Regions from separate parts of the Mus musculus genome. Here all the other regions are linked to region 1. Evidence: chromatin contacts called from public HiChIP or PLAC-seq data. All regions are on one chromosome and are shown on one strand. Each heading gives the region's core, a stretch centred on a gene start, on an enhancer-like site or on the middle of the called end of the contact. The rest is flanking DNA. Distances are from core to core; before and after follow the strand shown.

The links. HiChIP or PLAC-seq counts read pairs in DNA pulled down with a chosen protein or histone mark.
Region 2: an H3K4me3 HiChIP or PLAC-seq map of embryonic stem cells shows a contact between it and region 1, with 5 times the contacts expected there. The contact joins the promoter of Ntsr1 here to the promoter of Gid8 in region 1. A contact is called at or near these places in 1 of 39 promoter capture datasets (the SN4741 cell line), 4 of 115 datasets of contacts at active chromatin or transcription factors (astrocytes and embryonic stem cells) and 2 of 9 other capture datasets (adipose tissue and liver).
Region 3: an H3K27ac HiChIP or PLAC-seq map of stem cell-derived anterior neural progenitor cells shows a contact between it and region 1, with 10 times the contacts expected there. The contact joins the enhancer-like site here to the promoter of Gid8 in region 1. A contact is called at or near these places in 1 of 484 Hi-C or Micro-C datasets (embryonic stem cells), 8 of 115 datasets of contacts at active chromatin or transcription factors (bone marrow-derived macrophages, embryonic brain, embryonic stem cells and 2 more) and 2 of 9 other capture datasets (adipose tissue and pancreatic islet).
Region 4: a contact with region 1 is called in an H3K4me3 HiChIP or PLAC-seq map of bone marrow-derived macrophages, with 2.1 times the contacts expected there. The contact joins the enhancer-like site here to the promoter of Gid8 in region 1. A contact is called at or near these places in 4 of 39 promoter capture datasets (the 3T3-L1 cell line, hematopoietic stem and progenitor cells, macrophages and 1 more), 1 of 15 datasets of contacts at CTCF or cohesin (the NIH/3T3 cell line), 1 of 484 Hi-C or Micro-C datasets (nephron progenitors), 8 of 115 datasets of contacts at active chromatin or transcription factors (the SCID.adh cell line, acute myeloid leukemia, bone marrow-derived macrophages and 3 more) and 3 of 9 other capture datasets (adipose tissue, liver and pancreatic islet).

Annotation. Positions count from the first base shown.
Region 1 is chr2:180,708,160-180,712,855 of GRCm38.p6, reverse strand. It overlaps Gid8 (GID complex subunit 8), which reads right to left and starts at 2,630. Exons shown (of 5, transcript NM_001289652.1): 1 at 2,506-2,630. It also overlaps a transcript of Dido1 not described here.
Region 2 is chr2:180,497,824-180,502,519 of GRCm38.p6, reverse strand. It overlaps Ntsr1 (neurotensin receptor 1), which reads right to left and starts at 2,544. Exons shown (of 4, transcript NM_018766.2): 1 at 1,389-2,544. The coding sequence starts at 2,102.
Region 3 is chr2:180,888,748-180,893,443 of GRCm38.p6, reverse strand. No RefSeq gene overlaps it. Among named protein-coding and RNA genes, the nearest start is that of Mir124a-3, 2.9 kb to the left of the region's middle. Within about 2 kb of position 2,818, at least 17 of the 459 cell types and tissues checked have an H3K27ac peak or open chromatin away from gene starts, as enhancers often do. A contact at or near this core is called in stem cell-derived anterior neural progenitor cells, where this site is marked.
Region 4 is chr2:180,566,799-180,571,494 of GRCm38.p6, reverse strand. All of the region lies in intron 3 of Gm30144 (a long non-coding RNA gene), which reads left to right. Among named protein-coding and RNA genes, the nearest start is that of Mrgbp, 12 kb to the left of the region's middle. Within about 2 kb of position 2,239, at least 21 of the 459 cell types and tissues checked have an H3K27ac peak or open chromatin away from gene starts, as enhancers often do. A contact at or near this core is called in bone marrow-derived macrophages, where this site is marked.

The DNA.
Region 1 (4,696 bases), core at 1,381-3,880:
GATGTATGGTTAGTGAAATAGAATCAGAAGTCCTAGAATGAAGAGACCAAGACATCACACTATGAAGGAGGGGATTAGGTTTGAAGCTAAAAGTATTAAGGGGAATCACTATAGAGTTATACACTAGACATTATGTTAGGGTGTTAAAAAGGACACAGCAATCAAAAGGAAGTCAAGTGTTAGTCAAGGGTGGAGTCTTCAACTCCTCTGTGGGAAAACTGATAAGATGGCACAAGCCTCCTTCCTCCCTACTCCTACAACCTAGACAGTTCCAGCTGGCACCAAAGAAAGTGCAGTTCACTGATGAGCCTGCATAAGATGGCAAAATGTGGACACCACTCCCTAAGAAGTTCACTCAACAAGAGCCTGAATAAAGGAGCTCGATATACAGATGCCACATTCAAACCCTTGGGTATGAGTGTTCTGAAGATAAGGCTGTAGTTTTTCACACAGATCATATGGCACAAGTTCTGGCTTGATAGCCTCTCTAGAGACAGATGATGGTAAAAGCAAGCATATGATAAGCGTGCATATCAAACATGCATATTCACACTCGGTGTAAAGGAAGCTAAAACATGTTATCAAGTCAACAAATGGGTTCAAAAAGACTGTTCTGGCTGGATGTGTTGGCCATGACTTTAATCCCAGCACTTGTGAGGCAGAAGCAAGTTGATCCACAGACAGAACTCTGGCCCAGTCAGAGTGATATGGTGAGACTCTACCTCAGAAATAAATAAAAATAAAGAACGTTTTACATTCAAAGTATCTACGCTTTAGAAGGGAATATGGCTGCACATCACTTTAATAAAACAACACTGGATGGGAAAAATAGTACAAATTAAAAGAGAAGTACAAGTGACATGAGTTTTGTAAAATCAGATATGAAACAACTACATGGCATGTTTTTAGCACAAAATATTGTGATCTTAAGCAAAGACAAGGATTCATACAGAGACTCTTTTTTTTTTCCTGTGACAGGGTTTCTCTGTGTAGACTTGAACTCACTCTGTAGAGCAGGCTGGCCTCGAACTCAGAAATTCACCTGCCTCTGCCTCCCAAGTGCTGGGATTAAAGCCTTGTGCCACCACACCCGACCTTCACACAGGGATTCTTTTATGAGGGAGTAAGGCAGGACCCTAGGTGGTCCACAGGGCGTGTCAGCAGGGGTGGGGGTGGGGGGCAATTAGGGTAGCTCTAGGAGCATGGGCTGGATCATTTTCACTCGGTCAGTAACATACACTTCACAGATATTAGTTTGTGCACTGCAAAGGACCAGCTAATTTGTTTTACTATGTCATAAAATTGAAAGGTGGCTCTGGTTTCTGGTTTGACAATGGAATGCATACTGGATGGAAAGAGCTTAGCAGTCCAACAAAGAGATATCCTACTGCTGGTATAGTGGACATCAGAAGAGAAGCCAAGATCAAGCTTTGACCTCCAAATTAACTAATGGCAGCTGTTGCTGGACTGAATATGAAGGGACAAGAGAAAAGAAAGAAGCACGGACAGACTGCCATGTCAAGTGTCAGGCCTTAGAAATGAGAGCATGGCAACGTGGGAGAGATGCAAGTAAAACAGGTTGGAGGAGCAGGGCAAGTCTGGTGCAGAGGACTCTGGCAGTTAGGTGTGGTAGGCCTCTGGATTACAGGTCATGGGGACCCACGCTAAAAACAGTAATTTGGGAAACACGCATATACACATACTGTGGGAAAGATATTTAAACAAGAGTCTTTTAAAAAGATATTAAGTTTAAAAAAACATTACGATTCCAAAGCCCATTTGTGGAGAGTTTGCGCAGTGAATGCTATAGAGACTTCGAATTTGGGGCATGCCAGGATTTCTAGTTCTGGCGGACTTGAAGATCCCAGCAGCCCAAAAGGTAGTAGTAGTATGGAGGAGGCGGGAAGTGAAACTAAACCGGGTTGATGCCGCTCCATGCCACAGGATGACAGCAGAATTCACCGATTCGACTTTTATTCAGAAGTAAGGTAAAGATCAGTGTTGGAAAAATGTTCCCCAAGAAGGTCCTTGCCTCTCGATTTCCACTCGGCGCCGGGAAAGGTTATCAAGCAAGGCTAAGGACAGAGACGGGGGCAGTGTTTCTGTAGGACTCAGAGGTCCCAAAATTCAGCGGTTACACAGTCGCCGGGGATGCAGCCTAAGCCCCGAGGATGACTTTTAGCGCAGTAGCTGCGTCTTCACCTTTCCGCTGTCCCCTTCACCGCGCCTTTAATGGCAGAGACGTGCGAACATTTGCAGTAACTATTCGGGTCCCGGCAGCACCCGGACTAACAGCGCGGCCTCCAGTCCTCCCGCTCCGGGGCCCGGCCGTGGAGGGCAGAACTGACCGCCCCGATCCCCGCTCTTGCCTTGGGCTTCGGATACCCTGGGCAGGGCAGCCTGTCGGGCACAGACCCCCGACCTCTGACCTCCGCGCCTCGGTCCACCCCGGAGCCCCGCGGAGACGCTCGGCACGGCCGTCAGGGCCCGCTGCGGCCATCTTACCGTGCGGATCCCGCCTCCCGTGCGACAGTGTCTGGGTGGCGGCTCCGCGGCCGCTCCCGGGGCCGGGGAGGGGCGGCAGAGACTGCGGAGATAGAGGAGGCGGAGGCGGCGGCGGCGGCGGGGGCGGGGGCGGGGCGCGGAGCGGAGGTAGCTACACCGGCGTCGGCCCCTCAGACACCTCTCGCGAGATCGTAAGATTTCGAGATGCGAACTGGCAACCAATGGAATCCTCTCGCGAATCGACCGCCCGGGCGGTCGCCGGAAACCAGGGTCTCAACTTCCGTTTTTGCGCAGAACTCTTCGGCAGGGCTCTGGCTCTACGGGTTGGCGCGAGAGTCAAAAGGCTCGCATCGCTTTTGCGCAAGATGGCTGCTGCGGGGGCATTCGCGTACTGAGTGCTAGCGCGGGGATGGAGACGTGTAGACTGAGTTCGAAACGAAGGTCCCAGCTCTTTTCTTGTTTTTGTGTGTGTGAAGTGGGGGTGGGGCGAGTAATAGGTGTGTGTGAACACCGGAGTGCGCGAGATGAGGAGGGCATTCCCCGGCTTGTAGTCCGCCAGGCTCTAGTCCCAAAGACAAGGCCTCCGGATGTGAGCGAGCTCCTAGGATTTATTCCGGGAACGTTGTAATCGAGGCCTGATCAGCGTCAGAACGGCCCTGCCTAGAGCGATCTTTGTGGCCACGCTGGAGAGCGGACTGCGGAGACTGTTGTTCCCTCGTTTCTGGGCACTAATAAAGGTGACTCCCTAGTGCTGGGGTTCTCAGGGACATGCACGAAGTTAATCCCTACTTCTAAGGCAATCATCGAAGCAGAGCGGATCCATGCTTCAGAAGTGCTCACAGTGGGGACCCCTCCGCCGAGGGTACTCCCTACTTCTGGGCGCTCACAGTGAGTGTCTTTTTTCTTAGCGGCGTATGGTGTGGACCCAGCTCTGAACTTCGGCGGAGGGGATTTCTGCCGCCGGAGAAGGGACCCCTATTCCTCCCAACCCCGAATCCTGTTTACCCAATGCCTTGTTATGGGTTAGATATTCCGGTAAGGGATGGGGGAAGTTGGAGGCTCTTTAACACTGCCGGATAGGAACGGTTAAATGGGTATTTGCATATTTATGTGTCCATTGTCTACCGGAGGTGAATGCAAATTCAGTCATTGTAATGTAAAGAAATTCTGGAATGCTTCTGGAAGGAATGTTGGTCCGTCCGCCCTGAGATGTTTGGGTGTGCTTGTTTAAAGATGAACTGTCCAGGGAAAGCAACTTCTCATTGAGTCACTGAAAATAAGACCAGTTTAGCAGATCTGTCAGACACAATGACCACAGTGGCAGTCTCTTAACTCCATAGCTCTACCCGAAGCTATCCAGGTTGGTATCGACAAACTTTGTAGCACTTACTTTAACTCTGGGTAAAGTTGGATTATCAACTCAAACTTGTGCAAGGGAAGAGGCTGGTATCATGAGGAGAGAAGAGGGTTAACTCAGAATGTTAATGCCTCTGTGGATGGTGGATGAGCAATCTGCTAGTCCCCTAGTCTTTTCTACAAACTAGCTCCTGTTGAGGGTTCTTCAGCTGCTTGACTTTGAGCTCATCTTTGCTGCTTGCATGACATTGTCACATATGTCCTCCCAGTACTATTTCTCCTACACCCTGACCTTCATTTCATGTAAGGCATTTTTTTGCCAGTTGATTGCACCCGGACTCCTGTTGTTCTCTTTGGGCTGTGAAATGCTCCCCTCCACTGCTTGGGCTTCCCTGGGAAGTTCCACTAAATACCAGCAAGTTTTGTCTTTTCCTTTTGCTCAGGTGATAATTTTTATTTTTTGAATTTTCCAGATAATGTTTCTCTGTGTAGGTAGCTTGGATGTTAGTAGTGTGCCTCATAGGCTGCTCATGGTGGCATACCTAGAGGCAAGTGGATCTCTGTGCGTTCCAGGTCAGACAGGGCTGTGTGCCCTACCATGCCCAGTTCAAGTGATCTTGTAAACTAGGGATTCTTAAACTTTCCACCTACAACCACTTTATGCATAAGGATTTTTTTTTTAAGTTTTATTTTATGTTTGTGAGTACACTGTAGCTGTCTTTAGACACACCAGAAGAGGACATCAGATCTCATTACAGATGGTTGTGAGCCACCATGTGGTTGCTGGGAATTGAACTTGGGACCTCTGGAAGAGCAGTCAGTGCTCTTAACCCCT
Region 2 (4,696 bases), core at 1,295-3,794, 210 kb after region 1:
CCCCATGGCCCACCTCAGAGATGCACTGTTGAGTTGCCTGGCATCGGAATGTGGGTTACAACTGACCCAGCATTTCTGGTGTCTGGGTGTTGCCTGGACATACCATGTGACCACAGAATCTCACTGTGAGGATCTGGGAGTCTATAGATGGCTTGGTGAAGAAAGAAACAGACAGATGGCACAGCCAGCTTCCCTGGAGGACCCTCTAACATGGCAGGAGCCCTCAGCCAGATCCTCTCATTTGCTGCTTTTCTTGACCACCCTGTGGTGAAAGAGAACCCTCCCTGTATTTCTACAGTTGCCCAGGATCTACAGCCAAGAAATTATTCTAAACTTCCTTCCCCCTGCCCTCCCCCCCCCCCCCCGCCTCCTTCCTGGTTGTTGTTCTTACTTTCCAGCTTGCCTCAAACTTGTAATCCTCCTGCCTCAGCCTCTGGAGTATTGGCACAATCAACCATGCCTGGCTTAAAATGTCACTTCTGCTCTGGCTGCCCCTGTGGATGCCCCCTTCCCACCTCAAGGTCTGCTCCTGATGAGCTTTCTGCCATGTTGAGTTACTCTGCTGGTAACTTCCGAGGAGGGCTCCCATCTGGTCCCCTGGTGCTACGCTCAGACCGCAGAGGACTGTAGTCTATCATCCCAATCTTTTTTTCTTTACCTCGTCATACCAAAGACACTTCAGATTGCTCTGCAGAAACAGCACTAACAGCAGCAAGGGCCTGGAGTGCTTCAGACTGGGGGCCTGCAAACCCCTCTCTGAGCCCTCCTGACCATGTTTTGATCACCTCCCTTCACAGACAGGGAAAGTGTAACTCAACTGGGAACAATTCCAAGATTAAAGCTCCAGCTCTTGGATTTGGGTCCAGGAGAGGCAGCCAGAAGGCCTTGGGGACTCAGCCTGGGAAGTCAGGGATTCCTGATGGCTGATGGCAACCTTCTTCCCTGAGAGTATCCTCGGGCTTACAGTAAACAGAAGTCACTGATTGGGGCTCAAGCCCCCTTCAACAGGAGGGGAGGAAGCAGGGAGGGGCATGCAACTGGGAGTGAAAAGTTGAGGAGGAGTTGATGGCTATGCCCCGCCCCTTCCCAACCTCCTAAGAGGAGCCTTGCTGAGCGCTCTCCATATGTTGCTCAGTATGATGTCACTGGGGCCTACTTTGGGACAAGGGAGAAGAATAAAGTGCTTCTGAGGCACAGTTCTTTCCACAAGGCAACACGGCTGTGTCTCTCCCCAGGTGGTGCCTTGAATCACCGGGACTTCTGAGGTGACACTGCTAAAAGTCTCTGTGTGGCTCCAATAGAAAGAAACAGCCAGACGGGAAACCAGCTGCCCTGGTGTGCCCTCTAATGTGCCACAGCTCAGAGAGTCCCCTTTTAGATGTTCTTACCTGGATGACGACCTTGACGGTGGCTGTGTCCACCGTGGGTGTGCACACCAGGCCACCAGGGTGCTGGCCATCGGCACTGCGGTTCTGCAGGCCCATGGTGAAAAGCATGGGTACAGCCAGCAGCGCCGAGGCTAGCCATATGGCACTGATGAATTTCTTGGTGCGGCTGCGGGACATGAGGGTCTTGGCCTTGAAGGGATGGCAGATGGCCAAGTAGCGCTCCACACTCAGGCTGGCTACATTGAGGGCTGTGGCATAGGTGCAGGCATCTCGCAGGAAATAGTAGCCACGGCAGCCAGCATCCCCAAAGGCCCAGGGATGGTGCACCCAGATGAAGTTGTACAGCTCCACGGGCATGGCCAGCAGCAGGATGAGCAGGTCAGACAGTGCCAGGCTACCCAGGTGGTAATGCACAGTGCTCTGCAGGCTCTGCAGCGACTTCTTCCGCGCTAGAGTGAAGGCTGTCACCGAGTTGCCCACAGTGCCCACCACAAAAAGTGCCAGGTATACAGCGGTCACCAGCACCTTGGAATAAATGTCAGTGTTCACGTCCAGGTTGCTGTTGGGCTCCAGGATGGATTCTGAGGAATTGCCAGAACCATTGCTCAAGCTGAGCGCCAGGAGCATCGTCTCCAGTCCGAACTGTGGATGTGGGAAGGGCTGGGCACCGGGTTCACTTGGGGCTCCCTGCTGCACGGAGCTGTTGAGGTGCATGGTGGGCGCCAGATATGCGGCTTTGTCCTGCACCTTTGAAGGTGAAAGTCCCTCCAGGGGCAGATGAGGAGGCGCTCAGAGGAGAGGGTGTGGAAGCTAAGGGGGGCGTGCCGTCCGGCGGCGAAGCCAGCTATCCAGGAGATCCTGGGAGCTCTGGGGCTCGAGACGTGCCGGCTCAGGGATCCACTCTTCTTTCTCCTTCAGAGTCTGGGATCTGCTTTCCGGTTCTTCCTCGGCACCCCCCCTGGCTCCGAGCCTGCCTAGATCGGGGCTGCTACCGACCTCCAGATTCTGTGGTTGGTTCTCTGCACTCCTGGGTGGCAGCGATGTCCTCAGGACCGCGACCCTGCTGGCTTGTGCTTCGTTGGGCGAGCCTGTGGCGCAGAGAGGAGCGCACGCACGGCTGCCCAGCGTGCTCACCCTCGTTCTCCCTCTTCTGCTTGGAGCTCTTCCCGCACCCGACTTCGCACACCTCCTGCTGCGCCGGAGCCTGCCGGGCTCCTCGCGCTTCCACTGAGCTGGCGGCTGCGCGGCGCGCCCAGCAGTGGAGGAGGGTGGGTGTTGGAGAGTCAGAGACGCCACAGCCACTGTCCCCTCCCCACCCGGATACTGGCTGACGGTTGCTCCTGCACGCTCCCGGGGACCACCTGGGCTAGGATGAGTACCCCAGGAAGCAGAATTCCCTACCAGGCGAGGGAGAATGAGGGGATATTGGATCTTTCCTTTCAACCTCTCCTGGGCAGCACGATCTTTCTTTCACGATCGTTGGTCCCAACTTCTCCCACCCCAAAAAGAAAGCTCCCCGTAGCCGTCTTCAGCTCCCTTAGTGACACGAGGGTGTACTCGAGGGGAAGGCGGAGAAGGAGGCGGCACCCTGCTGATAAGTCAGGGCCTTTGTACAACTGCCTCGACCTCCTCCCTTCTGGGTGCCTGTGGGGTGCCAGAAGCACCCAGGGGGGCCCTCTAGCCTGTGAAGGGTCTGGTGAAGGAAAGCATAGAGCAGGAAGTTAGAGCAGCCCATCTCTCCACGCAGTCTCACGGTCTTAGCTGCCTTTGGGTATGATGGGACCTTCTGCCCTCCTGTAGCCACCTGGATTTGGTCACTAGCAGTGACTCTCAGAGCTGGTGCCCTGTCGTTTCAGAGGGGAAGGGCAGGTTTGTGGGCGACACAGAGCTGCGTCTGTCCTTGCAGGAAACCCTGAAGCCTGTGCACTCAGCCCAGCACAGCTTTTCTCAGGGGACCCTGCCCCAGTCAGGGACCCGGGGAACAAAGGTCTTTTCATCTTGTCCTCTTTGGCAGGGGCCCTGGCCAGAGCTTCCAGGCTTGCTGCCATCTTGCTTGCCCCAGGGCCCTTGCCTCTATTTCCCCACTTGGCTCTCTCAGCCTTTCTCCTGCCCTCTTCCTCCAGAAAACTCCTCCCTGGATCCTGGAGAGTCCCAGGGCAGGAGGGAAGGAAGGCTCAGGGATTGCCGTCCCTGCATGGACCTGGCTGGCTGTACCTGCTGCGCTGGAACTAGGGGTCCTGAGTGGGGGAGAGAAAGGGTAATGAGAGAAGTGGGTGAGGCTTTGACCCAGACCAGGGATCCCTGCGCAGCCAGCGACCCTCAGGCTTCAGTGCCTACTCACACAAAAGCTGGTGCCCTCCACAGAATGTTAACACATGAAAAGCAGTGCTTAAACACTTGGTTTCCAAAGGAAACTACTGTGTCCCCTTAAGAGAAGCCAGTACAGCAGGCTGAGGGTGTAGGGGTTGACCAGGCTTCTAATATTTGGGCAAGCCTCAGCTTCTTCCATTGTGGAAGGGAACTTGAAACCTGCCCTGATGGGTTGTGGCTGCTTGCCCATTGACTGCGGGTAAGGTGGGCTTGAGACTAGATTTGTTCTCCGACAGATTCTGTGCACCAACTTAATGAGCATGGGGAGGGCTGGGGAGGGCCTGCATGATTAGGAAGTAGTAGCACTAGGCTATATATGATCCCATGTCTCACTCCCCTGTGGTGTCCTTGGTCTCACCCAAACTCAACCACCAACAGTGCCGTCTGGCCTCCTCCATCAGGGGATTCCCCAGAGGAGGGTCCTAGACGGTGACCACAGCAGTATATCCGTTTGGCAACAGGAGCTGCAGCCACGTGGGAGAGGCCATCTCAAAGGCAGCATGAGTTCATGTTTAGTTTTCTAGTCCTGACCTTTTGGCTAAGCCAGCCTTGTGTCTCCAAAGCTTTCTTTTCCGATAGCGTCAAAGCTTTTTAAAAAAAATCATAAATGGCAACTTAGCACACATATTATGACAAGGTATTTGCTTAAAACCAGCTAGGAAAATACCATCCAGAAGCCCTGGATGTGCATAGAGATGGTGCAGGCCCTCACAGGGGCTCCCCAGTGGCCACGACTCCGGATACTTCTAGATTGTTCTTTGTGCTCTGAGCCAGGAAGGCTCACGCAGAACCTTTAATTGCACATTTTCATTTCCAATCCATGCTTCCCAACAGGTTCCCTCTCTGAGTAACATGTCATTGAGCACCTTGCACCGGAGTCAAGCCTGGATCCAGATGTGTCCATAGGTGACCCGGCTATAACACCAATCGCTCCAGCT
Region 3 (4,696 bases), core at 1,569-4,068, 180 kb before region 1:
TACCCGTCCGGGCGCGAGCCGCCGCCGCCTGCTGCTTCTCGGTTGCCGCCTCCGCTCCGCAGCACAGCCTGCGCTGTCGCCCGATCCCGCCTCCGCCTCCTTCTTGGCGCCCGCAGGACCCGCACGCTACGGCCCCGGGTGGAGGAGAGCGCAGGGACAGTGCCAAGGAAGCCGGGCAAATTCCTGAGGGCCGGGTGGGAGCCCGGCGTCCGCGAGGTCGGCACTGCGGGAGTCTGACTCCCACTCTCCTTGCCTAGACCGGGTGCGACCGTCCCCGCGCTCGCCGCCGCCGCCGCTGCCTCCGCTCGTATCCGCGCTCGGCTCCGGCACCGGGCGATTATCACTGGGGCGCGCGGTGACGTCACCCGACACCGGCTCTGCCGCCTCCTCTCGGAGGTGTCCTTGAGAACTGAGGGGCACGCGCACCGCGTACACGCGCACTCACGCACCGCGCGACCCGTGCCTCCCGCGCACACGCTCGGCGTCCCGCTCCGCGCGCTCCTCGACTCACACGGATGCAGCCCTCGAACGCCTTCGATTGTGCCCGGCGCCCCGGGGTCACACGTATGCAGAGAAACTGCCTCTTGGACACTCTCGAACCGCTCATTCTGTCCTACTGCACGACCCACGCAAAAGCTTCTCCCGCAGCCCACCGACCGCAGCTCCTCTACACCCACCACCAGCCACACCCCGCTGTGCAGCGAACACACTGTGCTTGCCTCACACAAGCGGCTGGTCCTTCCGGAATAACCACTCTACACAGTGGCTTCTGAGCCTCTCTCTCCTGGGGGGGGGAAAGAAAGGGGTCCTAGCCTCCTGCTGGCGGCCCTATGTGGAGAAGGGAGTTAGACATCTCCCCCAACCCCCATCAGAGACTGCTCCCCTTTTTCACCCTTTTTCTAGCTGGGTAGCGAGTCCTTGCTTACGAGGATGGGAGAAACACAGTCCATACTTCACAGTTGACTGCAATTGAATCTACTCTTTGCAGTCTATTGAAGGGTGACTACCTTGATCTGGGTCTTTAGGGCTAGAGATCAGCGGCTTTCCAAAAATAAAAAACAAAAAAAAAAAAAAAAAAAAACCCACGCCACTCTAGGCCTTCCCAGCGGGCCTTTGTTCCTGCAGACTGGAAGAACCACACAGAAGTAGGCAGGCCTCTGTCCTATCCTTTCTCCCTGGGCCAACCCAGCCCTTGACCACCTGCCCTCTAACAGAAGCTAAATGACCCAGGCATAAATTCTTCCCCCTCCCTTTCCAACCTTCTCCAGCCCCGTGGGAACCCCCGAAGACACTCAGCTGGGAAGGAGGTAATCTCCGGAGATCTCATCCCACTGCCCGAAGGTCCTCAGAGGGTCAGGATACTTCTCTCCCAACCCCAAATCCTTCCCTTTGCAGGTGCCAGTCTCAACCGACGCTAGAGAATCCCCTCTTACACAGACAGCTAAGCCCACCTTTGCTTATGCCCAACCCAAAGTCAAGGAAACCACCCACGGCCTGCCAGCACCTGCAGCCCGAGGGACACTGGCTGGTGGCTCAAGAGTGGAGGATCTAGACTCCGAGCAGAGGCTACTCCCTGTTGGAACCAGCTCCTCTTTGCCTGGCCAGTGGTCCCTCTCCCTAGAGGGTACTGGGTCAGGTCCCCAGCACCGTCCATGACACCAAACCTTCACGGTCTGCTGTCCATGGTGTAGACAGCAAAGCCTGCCCGAATCGCTTCCCATCCGCGGAGCCTGGATCCTCGCCCAGAAAAGGCGCTCCCAGGACAGCAGACCCTTTACCATCCCTCAGCCCCACCCTCGGCTTTTGCAGTGGTCTAACACATCTCCGCTTCTAGCCTGCCCAGATCTCGTTTCTATTCGGAGGGTGCGCGGGGGTGGAGGAGGCACTCCCAAAGAGCCTCGGATTTAGGAGCGCGCTTGCTACGGGGCCGGCTCCGTACAGCGACTCCTCAAAGACCAGTTCCCTTCCCAGGCCAAGGACCTCCCTTCGGCCTCCCCTTACTATTCGTGAGAGATATTTACAGCAAGCCAGAGCATGGTACATAGGGAGTCTGGGAGAGCACCCCTTCCATGGGTCAAACCAAGTTTAATTTTTTGCATCTCCGCCGAAACGTGCCTGCGCGTTTCCTCCTGGTACTCCTATGCACTCAGTCCGGAGCACCCGGTTTCTCTATTTCCAATTCCCTGCGTCCTGCCGCCCGGCCCTGAAGGGCTGGGGGAAGGGTTGTCCTGGGTGTGGGGGTGGAGCTGCCTGTGCGCTAAGAGAAGGGGAGCCCACCCCAAGCATTCCTCTGCCTGTTCCTTTGAGTCTGCCCGGTAGGGATCTTTTTGATGACCGCGAAACCTTCAGAGTCAACTTACTGATGCTGGGCCTTGGCTCAGGTTTGTTCTTCCCTGGACTCCCCACGGCCCAGCCTCACCTCTCCACGCTCCTTCTTCCCGGCGCAGCCGCCTCTCCCCAGCACACTGCGAATTTGTATTTGTGGATTTATTTATTTGTTAGCTCCTGGGTACGTGAGGGAGAGGAAGGGGCACGAAGGTGGGGCGACACAGTCCAGTTGGCTCAGGCTCCAGGTTCCAGGCCGCTGCTCCGCGCGCACAAAGGCCATGCGCGCCGCAGCCCGGCAACTTTGAGACGGGTCAGGTGGCTCAGGCGGGGTGGGGGTGGGAGGAGGAAGGGAAGGATGCGGACTAGACCCCCTCCTTTCCCCTCTTGCCCTCCATCCGCGAAAGCTTGCGATAGCGTGGGATTAAACAGATCAACAGAAACCCGTGGAGAACTCCCTCCCTTTCCGCCCTTTCTTCTTCGTCACACCACCGCCCCCTCCTCTGCAGGAGGCTTGTCATTCCTCCAGAAAGGGGAGGGGCCTTGATCCACATCTGGGAACAGCTGGCCCACAGTCTCTTGACCCTTGATCCCACCCTGGCTGTGAGGAAAGGAAGAGTTGGAGGAGAAGGCCTTCAGGCTGCCACAGGGCCCACAGTCCCCCTCTACATGCGTGGCCTGGGGATGGAGTGGTAGGACAGATGCAGGGCCCATAACACAGATGTGGCCAGCAGAGGGAACAAGGGATCAGCTTTGCTGGGCTGGGTGCAAGGACTCTAGGCCCAGCTGCAGCCCCACATCCCTCTGCAGGATTTAAATGGTACATAGCCTCTCAGATCTAACATGGGTGGTCAAGGCTTGAAAGCCTTCACACAGGAATGTCACAGGCCTCAGCCTCTTCATACCCAGTACAGGTGGCCTTAAACCTCTCTCCTGAGGGCAGCTTGTCTCCTGATGCAGCTGGAGTTGAGACTGAAGCTCTCAAGACAGGGCATGTACTTGATGCCCAAGGGGAGAGGCTTCTGAGAGCGACCCCCACCCCAAGGTACCTGGTGACACTTCACTGCCCGCTTTAAGGAGAGTTTAAGGATGAGTGACTCCCACCCAACATTCCGAGGGTGTGCTTTCCACCTGGAGATGCAGCTAACTCTGGCTGCCCTAAGCTATGGTCTGGGTGGGGCCAACGGGGAAGGAAAGATCTGGCCTTGCTCCTCCTAGTCCTTTGTAGAGGTGGGGGGGGGCGGGACCCCCACCATGACTGAGTGCTGAGGGCGGAGCTAGCCACTACAAAGACTGCAATTGTGAGTGAGGTTCTTGTGGACAATGGAGAAGGGGGTGCGGGGGGGGGGCACGAACAGGGCCCTGGGCCCTCCACATGGAAATGAGGCCAACCCCCCTTTTTCTCTCTCCTTTCCCTCCTCCTCCCTGAGTAGAGTGAGCACCGTGGACAGAGCTCAGATGAAAACCCAGGGAGTGAAACTCATCGTGGCCCCCCGGGGTCCCTCAGAAACTCCACCTGGGCCTTCAACACTGCATAGACTTGGAGAGCCAGGTAACGGCAGGCTGGGGTGGGGGTGGGGAGCGAAGGAGGAATACAAACAGGAGGCAGTGTGTATCCGCAAGGGCTAACCAGGGCAGGACAAAGACTGAGGGATCCAGGCTGAGCTGCTGGCCTGTGGCGGGCGGCAGCGGCCGCGGCGGCGGGAACAGGCCTTTTGTTCTTGGGGTCCAACCTTTTGGCTATCCTTGGCTAGGCTCTGATGCTCCCGTGAGTCCTGTGTTTTCAGGTGACTCACTGGCCACCCACCGTAGCAGAGATGGCACACACTGTTCCCTTCAACTCTCTACCTTTCAGAGTGGGCCTTGGCTTTTATGTAGAAAACTTCTCTTTCCGTCTAGGCCAAGCCTGAGACCCCAGGCGGAGTGCTGTGGGAGGATGGCTATACTCCAGGGGTATTTTAAAAAATTGTTTAATAAAATTTACATTTATGTATTTATTCTTTGTTTGTTGCATACATGTATTGAGGGAATGTGCCACAGTGTGCACGTGGAGTAGGTCACTCGTGGGAGTCCATTTTCTTCTTCCATTATGCAGAATCAAATTCAGGCTTGGCAGCTAGTGTCCTCACCTGGTGAGCCATCTTACTTCCACCTAGGAACCTTGATGTCAATAAAACCATCTGGGAGCCAGGAGCCAATACTGCTCCTATACAAACCAGAAAAATGGGTCAAGCATCACAACAGGCTCTTGGGGAGGATGCTTTCTGGTCTCCTTGGAATTCTGAAGGGCTTCATAGACTCAGTCCAGGCACAGAGACCTTTTGGCAGGGTTACCCCTCAGAGGCTCCTTCTTTTAGAACTTAGGCCTCAG
Region 4 (4,696 bases), core at 990-3,489, 140 kb after region 1:
AGGGTTTTACTGCTGTGAACAGACACCATGACCAAGGCAAGTCTTATAAAAAACAACATTTAATTGGGGCTGGCTTACAGGTTCAGAGGTTCAGTCCATTATCATCAAGGTGGGAGCATGGCAGTAACCAGCATGGGAGCATGGCGCAGGCAGAGCTGAGAGTTCTACATCTTCATCCAAAGGCTGCTAGTGGAAGACTGACTTCCAGGCAACTGGGGTGAGAGTCTTAAGCCCACACCCACAGTGACACACCTATTCCAACCAGGTCACACCTATTCCATCAAGGCCACACCTCCAGGTGGTGCCACTCCCTGGTACAAGAATATACAAACCATCACACCTTCCTTAACCTGGCTCCAAAGGATCGCATCTGGTTGTTCTCAAGCACTGGGGTCTCCCCAGCACTGCCTAGATGTAGGCTGCCTTTGTTCATAGGGAGATGAAGCCTTTGGATGCAAGTGGCTCTGGGATCCCAGAAGCTAAGGCAGAGACAGGCTGCTGCATCTTCAGGCTTAGGGATGGAGGGAGCACAGGTGTCCTTAATGGTCCAAAAGGGCAGATCTTGATCCTTTGCTCTTTTGGACACTGGCTCCCTGTACCTGCCTCCTTCTGGTTTCTTGTTAGAGGGCATCTGAGGGGGTTAAGCGTAAAGCAGACCAAGCTTCTTTTGATGGATGGGGAGCAACTGGAGGGTTCTGGGGCTGTGGAGTGTGCGGAACTGAAGCTGAAGGCAGGGACTCCATGGGGCTGGAGAGGACCACATCCCTAGGTCTTGGAATCTGTTCTGTTGGCCCAGATGTAAATCTATTCTCTCTCTAAGGAGACTGTCACTTTGCCCAGTGGTTCTCAGGAAGAAAGGAATCATTTATCAAGTAAACTGAGGGCTTTCTGGGGAGAAAAGGGAGCTATGGGTCACCACTGTGCCAAACACCCTATGGAGGATATGGACCTGAGTCTTACCTGCTCGGCTCCATACTGGCTCATAGGACAGAGATGCTGTCCGGCAAAAATGGGATGTGAATTGCAGATACTGAGAGCCCAGGAGCTGTGAGCTGGTGGTAGGCTTGTCTGTGGTTGGAGCTTCCAAACTGAGCTCTGATAACCGCAGATCATGGGAGCAGACATCCCTGGCTCAGCTCTCTGTAGTTCCTACCTGAGAGTCCTTTGCCCTCGACTATGTACAGAGATTGTGACTCCCAGCGCAGAGGCCACGGTTCTGTTCGGCCCCTGTGCACAAGCTTCTTACACTCTCTTGGTTCATCGGGGTGACCTATGTGGACCTGGAGCAGATACTCTGCCACCCGCTGGGATAAGTGCCTCATTAGTTCATCTTCCTAAGGTCTGTGTGGTGACCCCTGCACAGCAGGCTGAGAGAGGACAGACAGACAAGCTCTAGGCCAGGGGTGTAGGCTAGTGCTATCTCAGAATGAGGGACCTTTTGTCCTTGATCCATCTAGTTCCATCTAGCCTTATAAGCCCTTCCTTCCCTCCTGGGCTGAGAGCTCTGCTCTCAGAACCACAGATCATCTGGGTCTCAGAGGTATGGGGTATATATAGGAACAATCCTGAATGACCTGGGTGATTCAGAGAGGAGAGCCATTCTCACTTGTCCACAGCGACACAGGCTGCTCATTTATGTGTTGGTAACTGGAGCAAAGATGTGTTTGATGGAGCCCAAACATCCCTGTTGGATACTGCGTCTGTCCCTGCTGTGGTCGGGCTGCCTCCAAGAGCCACAGAGTTCTCACAGCTTCCAGTCACACGGTTGTTAGAGAGCAACGCTCGCTGTGAGCTTTAAGAAAGGCACTGTCTTGGTCTGGCTTGTCCAGGGACTCAAGGCCAGTCTCCTTAGGGGGCTTTTCTTTCCTTGAAGTTTCTGGTCACTGAGGCTGGTATGGCTAGGTTCTCTCAGGGCTGCAGTAGAGATGGAGAAATGGGCTGGCTAGCTGGGTCATTGATAGACCCCAGGGATTTCATTTGTTCTTGGCAGTGAGCTGGGCTGTCCCAGGTCTCCCTGCTTGGCTAGCTGTACCTAATTGGCTGCCTTCCTACGGCTTGGACTTTTGCCAGCTTCGAGGTCCAGGGCAAGAGGCCCTCTCATACTTTGTAAATCCCCAAGCTTGTGGAGTGTGGATGTGGAGAATAGAGCCTCTTCCTTCTCTGCCTCGGGTGTGTGCTTTTCCTCTTTGGCTGAGGAAATGAAAAGTATTTTTGATGTTTTCTTTCAAAGCTTGACACATTGCAATTGCTTATGAAATCTCAACAGACAGCTGACACATCCCAGTTTCCTGAAACTGAGCAGGCTGGGGGTAGGGGAAGGCTGGCAAGCATGGGTCTCCTTCACTGTTTCTTATGGGAGCTTTTTCAGAGCAGAACCAGAAACTCCAGTGTGAGTATGGGGCAAACCTGGACCCCAGGAGGAAGAATAGACTACCTGGCCTCCTGTCTCCTTACTCTAGCTAGTAGTAGGTAGAAAGGCTGCTGCCCACTCCTGCCCAATTCTTACCCTGCAGGCCATCAAAGCTGTTCCCACCTGGATGCCAGTGGCTTTCTAGGTAGGAGAAATCATATGTTTCCTGTGGAGACCACATGTGGGGTGACTACATTGGACAGAGTTCCTGTGCTCTCTGGGAACAGAAGACCACCTCCAGGCCCTAGCACCTCCCATTTCTAGCCCTCTGTTAGTCTGGAGGGTCAGGAATAAAGCTCTATCCCAGGGACAGCTTGGATTCATGGCTTAGCCTTAACTAGAGTTCTTTAACATGGGTTTGAGAGGACACTGAGATGAATTGTTGGGGTAAGGAGTTTATTAGAAGAGTTATCAACAATATGGACAGACTGACAGACAACAGCATGGCAGAGGCTCTGAGAAGACTTCGGCACCCATAGACAGATGGTGTAGTAGGGGTTCTGAAAAGAGGGGATCAAGGCTTTCATGGCAGGGAGGTCTCTTGTCACATGCTTTTGAGGATGAGGGAGTTTATAGCACAAGCCTGTAGCCAGGCTCTCTGATTCTCAGGCAGGAATCAGAGAAGAGGGTGGAGGGCAGGACAATGACCTCTCAGGACAAACACACTTCTCCAGGGGAGAGAAGTAGGAAGCTTGTAGGAGGGGGAGAACTGAAGTTTATGTGTGTGCACATGTGTAGGTCCCTGTAGAGGCTAGAAGACGATGTAGGATCCTCGGGAGTTATAATTACAGGTGGTTGTGAGCCTTCTGATGTAGGTGTTGGGAACTGAACTCAGGTCCTCTCTCTACAAGCAGAACAAGTCCTCTTAATCACTGAGCCATCTCCTCAGATCCATTCTTTTTTCATTTAATCCAAGAAAGGACCAAATATCTTTCATTTGTATATTTGATCCAAGAAGATTACCAAACAGGAAATCTGTCTTTTTTCCCACTGGGGTACTGATTGTGAATTTAAGTTGACGTTGTGTTCTGTGTTAGTCTGGTCAAGATTCTGGAGACACCATAAGGTCTTCCAAAAAGATCCATTTCACCTTGGTCTGAATTTCGGACATCGACTTTGATCCCAAGAGGTATGCGATATGTGATTCCATATATGTTATAAACGTGGGTTTGAAATTTGAATATCCCTATAAAGACAGACAAATGGACACGTCTGCTAATGTGAGCTCCACGCCAAGCATTTTGAACAGCTGAGAATATAAATGTGAATTTTAAATGTTTAAATGAATTTAAATGTTTTGGTTGCTTTATTTGTGTGTGTGTGTGTGTGTGTGTGTGTGCGCGCGCGCGCGCGTGCGCGCGCGCGATTCATGAGAGAGTCTGGATAAAAGAGACCCTGTGTGTAGACACAGGGGTCATAGATGGACTTCGGTTTCTTCATCTGCCATTTTATATTCTGTTGGCTTGCGACAGGCCCTCTCATTGCATTGGAAGCTTGCCTCTGTGGATAGACTGGCAAGCCAATTGAGCTCTCAAAACCTGTGACTGCTCAGATTACTTGAAGAGTGGAACAAAAGAGAGTAAGGATGTGTTCCTTTGTGTGAGGACTGTGGACAGGTGTGTATGTGTGCTGCATGTATTTTGATGCACACATCTGTGAAGAGCTGTATACAGTGAGAGTCACATTCCCAGCCACTGAGAAGCGACCTGTATATCTGTTTGATTGTTTGACTGAGTGACCAATAAAGTTGCTCAATAGAGATTCAGGCCTCTTTCCCAGATTGCTCGGGAGGTTGGGAAGGTGGGATGTGCTAATCTGACTCTCTCTCAGATCCTTTGACTTGGCAGAGACAGACAGAGTCCTGAGAAGATAACTACTTGCCTTATCAACCATCCTGGAAGAAAACAAAACTATCTACAAGAGTGTGAGAATCAGCCTCTCTTTCTCAGCATTGGTCATTCCTAAAAGATATGGAAGAGAGCGCACACTTGGCAGGGAATCCAGCAGCACTGTGTCTTCCTGGGCTACTGTAGCCATTCCTATAGGAAAATCTCCACGGTGCAGGCAGTTTTGACATCACCTATTTTGAATATAGCACTTCTGGGGCCAATATTGACTTCAACCATTTCCACAGCACCCCTCCCCCAACCCCGCCCCCTTCCTCCCCACCCCCTCCCCCCAGAGATCAGTGGCAGCTCATCAGTAACTACTGGGATTCAGAGTCCAAAATCTCAAACTCCGATCTCCAACATCTAAGAGAAGGAAGTCGCAGCTGAAGACAGCATT